Regions from separate parts of the Mus musculus genome. Here region 1 is linked to region 2. Evidence: chromatin contacts called from public promoter capture Hi-C data. All regions are on one chromosome and are shown on one strand. Each heading gives the region's core, a stretch centred on a gene start, on an enhancer-like site or on the middle of the called end of the contact. The rest is flanking DNA. Distances are from core to core; before and after follow the strand shown. Region 1 holds the start of Nlrp3 (NLR family, pyrin domain containing 3). Region 2 holds the start of Gjc2 (gap junction protein, gamma 2).

The links. Capture Hi-C pulls out chosen DNA fragments and counts their contacts.
Region 1: a contact with region 2 is called in a promoter capture Hi-C map of adipose tissue. The contact joins the promoter of Nlrp3 here to the promoter of Gjc2 in region 2. A contact is called at or near these places in 2 of 39 promoter capture datasets (embryonic stem cells and neutrophils) and 1 of 9 other capture datasets (adipose tissue).

The regions. Positions count from the first base shown.
Region 1 is chr11:59,541,344-59,544,043 of GRCm38.p6, forward strand. Nlrp3 (NLR family, pyrin domain containing 3) reads left to right here and starts at 1,343. Exons shown (of 10, transcript NM_145827.4): 1 at 1,343-1,524; 2 at 1,726-2,046. The coding sequence starts at 1,770.
Region 2 is chr11:59,181,533-59,184,232 of GRCm38.p6, forward strand. Gjc2 (gap junction protein, gamma 2) reads right to left here and starts at 1,294. Exons shown (of 2, transcript NM_175452.4): 1 at 1,214-1,294. Guk1 (guanylate kinase 1) reads right to left here. Exons shown (of 8, transcript NM_008193.3): 8 at 2,323-2,655. The coding sequence ends at 2,620.

The DNA.
Region 1 (2,700 bases), core at 93-2,592, 360 kb after region 2:
AGGTTTCACTTTTTCCCATTGTTTCTAAAGGCTTCTGCAGGGAACCCCCGGGAATTCTGGTCTGCAGCTTAGGCTTACACTCAGAACTCTATTGCTTGGGTTTGGAAAATCCATCCAGATGAGTAACTGCCAATCCGTCTTTGACAGTGATGCAAGCTTGTTCACGTCTTGAAGCCACATCCTTCCTGTCTCCAGTGTCACAGTGACCCCTATATATTTATCTCATTTCCCCTTTATTTGTACCCAAGGCTGCTATCTGGGTGAGTACAATGTCATGGAGCAGAGTGGATAAAAGGTCCAGGGTATTTTTAATGGCATGATTTATCTTAGTCAATAGACAAGGAATTTCTTTTAGACTCATCTAACATTAAGGTATTTCTGGGATGTTCTGTTTGCTGTTACGTGGTTCATGCATGTTAGGGAGGTGTGTGTGCGCGTGAGCGCTCACAGAAGAAGCAATTATAGCTCCCTAGGACTTAAACAGCATCTACTCAGGGTGGCAGAGGGTGGACTGCCTGTGAGGGGGGGAATGTGCTGGAAGCCCAGGGGGCAGCTAATGTAAAGAGCAAATCTGTTGTGGCAGGTCTTAGCAGCAGGGGGCAGAGGGCTGAGAACTCCTGGGAAAGACTAGGAACTGAGGGGTCAAAAGTCTAGGAGGATCTGTGGAGCTGGGGCAGCAGTCAGCAAGAACACTAGAGATGACAGAAAGATGTGAGGTGCGGCAGGAGACAGGGAGAGGAGATGCAAGAGTGGACACGAGACAGGTACATCGAGCTTGGGGCACCTTCAATGTCATCTTGCTGTCACATGAATATCAATTCGGAGGCCATCACCACCTTTCAGGCACTTTCCTCTACCATCTATGGCTTCAGTCTGAGAAAGCCACTTAGTGTCTCTACCACTCAGCAGAAGGAACCTACACACCTCAGTGGAGAAACTAGATGAGAAGAGTAAAAAGAATCAGGGCAGCATCTAGGCCCAGAGTTCTGACTAAATGTGAATCACGATGCTCGTTATAGATGTGAGATGTTAAAGAGCCGTTAAAGCGATGTACGCATGTAGTCTTCCTCTTTATATGCACACAATTCCACCTGATCGGGTTCTGTCTGTCAGTGGGAAATAGAGGAACACTGAAGGGTTAGCTGTCAGCCCGTCTGGGCTGTGAGTCCTCACCTTGGTGCTCTGGGGTTATTATAGCTTATTTTCTCCTGGCTTCCTCCTTCCTTTGAAAATAAAAGCAAGAAACCAGGGCTTTCCATTAAAAGAAATCGGGAAGCAATCTCTTCTGCTTTCTCAGTGTCTGAAGGAGGAAGCTGAGGTTGAGAAACAGTGAAGGCTGTGCCCAGGTCCTAGCCTCGTCACCATGGGTTCTGGTCAGACACGAGTCCTGGTGACTTTGTATATGCGTGTTCTCTGTATACCACATCTGATTGTGTTAATGGCTTTCTTATTTTTATCTCTACAGAGGAACTTTTCTTCCATGGCTCAGGACATACGTCTGGATCAAGCTAAGAGAACTTTCTGGTAAACATTTGGCTTACTCAGTTCTTACTAAGTCAGAGATGGTGATTCATTAAAAACCTGTACCAATCTATGGGGTACCCTTAGAGGTTTCAATATTAGCATCTAGTTTCCTGTGTTTCTGATAACTTCGTTTTCTGGAAGTGGAGACTTTTAATACCATTCTTCTTTACTCCCATGGGGTTTTCATTCCTGCACTGCCAGTGTGGACCTAAGCCCCGAGACCCTCGAAAGGGCTGCTGCTGAAGATGACGAGTGTCCGTTGCAAGCTGGCTCAGTATCTAGAGGACCTTGAAGATGTGGACCTCAAGAAATTCAAAATGCATTTGGAAGATTACCCGCCCGAGAAAGGCTGTATCCCAGTCCCCAGGGGCCAGATGGAGAAGGCAGATCACTTGGATCTAGCCACACTCATGATTGACTTCAATGGCGAGGAGAAGGCCTGGGCCATGGCTGTGTGGATCTTTGCTGCGATCAACAGGCGAGACCTCTGGGAAAAAGCTAAGAAGGACCAGCCAGAGTGGAGTGAGTAAACAGAAGGGTTTTTGGTTTTGTTTGTTTGTTTGTTTGTTTCTTACAGTAAGGTACACGTGACATAAAAGGTGGAATTTTAGTAATTTTACATATATGGCTTAGCAACAAGAAAACATATGGTTGTGCAACCAACTTCTCATCTTGCACAACTGAAGCTCCCAACACACTAGATGATAAGTCCCCATTACCTAACCCCATCTCCTAGCAACCACCGCTGTTTTCTGTCCCTGTGAACTTTACCTCTATGGATTCCTCGTGCAGGTAGATTCATGGAGGGCTTGTTTCTTTTGGCTGGCTTACTTCACTTAGCATAATGTGTTCAGGTACATCAGAATTTCCTTCTTAAAAAAGGTTAATGTTGAATATTCATGTGTGTCTATTACATTGTGCTTGTCTCATCTGTGCATATCCATTTGCTATGGATAACTATGTCTATTCAACATCTTCAGTTCTCTGGTTTTGAGTTCGAGTCTCAAGTATCCCAGGCTGGCTCCAAACACAGAATCCTCTTTTCTCTGACCATGGGTTTTCCTTCTCTCCTGCAGGGGTACGGGAGGGTGAGGGTCAGAGGGAGGGGAGCAGTGTGGTTTTCTTAATTCTGTAAAAACTCCGGTCTCAGTCTTCACTCACTCGCAGGTGACTGTT
Region 2 (2,700 bases), core at 44-2,543:
TTTTCTGTACTGTTATCTCCTCTGTTGTAAATTTAAACATGTTGAAGATGTAGGACTCTACCACAGAGTTATGGCACCCAGCAGAAACTACCAACCTCCCGCTTTGACCTGTGAGGCCTTCTTCACCAGCACCCAAGTCACATTCCTGGAAGTTCAAGAAGGCAAAACTTCAACTTCAGACTGTGGGGACCAGAAAAACAGATGGGCTAGCCTGCACCTACCTGGTGTAAGAGTCACAACCCTAAGTCTAGACAACTCCTACAGGTTGAGACTTCAGCTAAACTGCATTCCAAAAACGGAGGCACTAGCCTGAGTAGGCAACCCCCTCCCACTCTCCATGCCTTCCTTTGGCATTGCCCAGAGTACACACGTGTGCCCAATTCCTTGTAGAAAGCCCATACTCACCCTGGTCCTTGTCTCTCCAGTCCTGCCAGCCCCTCCACAGCTGAGCCAGGTTCCCCTCCCCATTTCTAGAAATCACTTCCCAGCTGGGTCCACACTGTCCCATACAGAGCCAACTCCAGCCAGCAGGCCCTCCAAAACGGATCTTCTCCAACCTCCCCGTCCTTGGACCCTGTATCTCCCCTTTTGGCTGCCCATCCTCATATCTCCCTCTCTGCAGTCCCTAGACACAGAAGGTAGGTGGGAAGGAAGCACTTAGAGTGAACTGCTGTGGCATCCCAAAGACTTCTGTGCTGGCTACCGCGCCACACTAACACAGCAGCGGTTGTGTAGGTCCAGCTGCTGAGAGGGTCTGCTTGGTAGCAGGCAAGTGGATAATGAAGTTTCTTCAGTTTGAGTAGACTGGGCCTGGTGCCCATACTGATCCCTGGGACACACTACAACTGGCTGGGGTGGACTGGCCCATCTTAAGATGGCCTGAAGGGTCTCAGCTGCTGGGGGAGGTACTGAAAATACCCTAGGCTCTCCGGTTTGTTCCCATCTCCCTCTACCATGGGTTTAGTTACCCCAAAAGAGCCACAAAGCCAGCTGAAGCCAAGCTAAAGGACACCCTGAGGGTCCCTTAATACAGCAAGACAAGATCTGGCCAGAGACTCAGTGAGTCTTCCAGGGTGGCATCTGGCACCAGCTGTGACACACCCCACAGAGCCTGAGAGGGGATGCAGGAACCTGGGAACCTCCACCTTAGCAGTAAGGAGTACAGACCAGTCAAGGCCCAGCCAGGCTGCAGCCCCAGCAGTACCCTCCCTACCTTCTCCAGGCTGGAAATGCAAACCTTCGGCTGAGCCCCTCCACCTGCCGGCTGGATGCTGATCCTCTCTAAGGGCATACTGTGGGGCTAGGGCCACCTCTCGCCACCAAGCACAATGGGGGATGGAGGAGGGGCCCTCAAGGGCTCCATTGTTCCCCCTAGGGTCTGAATCCATGATTGTCCCTGGGGGTGGAGCAGCAGGGATCTAGACAGGCCTGCTGGTCTCCCCAGCCTCCACTTGAAGTCCAGGCAGTTCTGGCTCACCCTTCTAGAGAAACATCTGCAGTTTTGGAGGCAGCCCAGGACTTCCCAGTCTCTCTGGCTACTTCTGCCTGGGTACCTGCCTGCCCTCTTCACACCCACATCCAGTTAATACCCCCAAGTCTGCCCCAGGAGCAGCCTCACCTGGAGATGCACAAGGCAGAGCTGTGGCTGACCACCGGGTGGGGGTAGCTGGCAACAACCACTGCCCTCCCTGCTGGGATTGCTCTCTTGGGCGGAGCCAGCAGCCTGGGCTGGGAGCCCAGAGGAAGAGGGAGGACAGCAGGACCAGACACTCAGAATGTCTCATCGTGGACAGGAGGGGAGGGACATCTCCCTCAGGAATGCTGCACCCTGCTACAACCTCTAGAGCTCAAAATTTGCGATCTTTACAGAAGGCCCAGGACTCTGCCTGCCTGCAGCCCTCACAGGGCTCACCTGCCCTTCCTTGGGTTGGCTGCCTATACCCAAGGCCAAGAACACACAGCACCCACAGCTCCAGGGCCAGCATTATGACCTTAGCTCTTCCCCTGCAGCTGGGCACTTTTGTTCCTGGCAAGTGGTATCTGTCCCTCTGAGTCCCCAAATGGCTCAGAAATACCTCAAAGAGACAGCAGCACTAGGTTGTCTAGGGCTGAGACGATTCCAGCCCATACTGATTGTCCCAGTTGCCTGACTCCCAGGGGAAGAAGTGAACACGAGCAACCCTAGCCAGCATTCTGATGACTAGTGGACCCTGGATGCGGGCAGGGACAAGGGCCACTAGACACCTATGCAGAGCCCCCTTAGCAGCCTTCATCTGGGCTGACCATGGAGGGGCAGAAAGCCAGAGGCCATAAGCCCAGTATGGAGGGCTGTGACACTATAATTCAGTAATTACTTTATTAAGAGGTCAGTCCCGCTCCAGCAGAAGGAACAAGGAAAGGAACACAAATAGTCCAGGGAGATTAGATATGGGTACTCTTTGGAGTCATTCAGCCAGTGAGTCAGCCCACGGTGCAGAGCCACCTTGTGGTCAGACAAAGGGTAGCTCCTTCTACTCCACAGTGGAAGTCTACTACAAGTCCTTGGTGCCCTGGCAAAGTTTCCCCCACCTCCAGGCAAATTTAGACCACAGACATCACTCTGTGGAATGAAGCAGGCCTTCAGGCGTGGCCAGTTCCCTGTGCTTTCTTGATTTCCTGCCAAGGAAGAAGGGAAACAGAAAGTCAGGAGAGGCAGGGAAC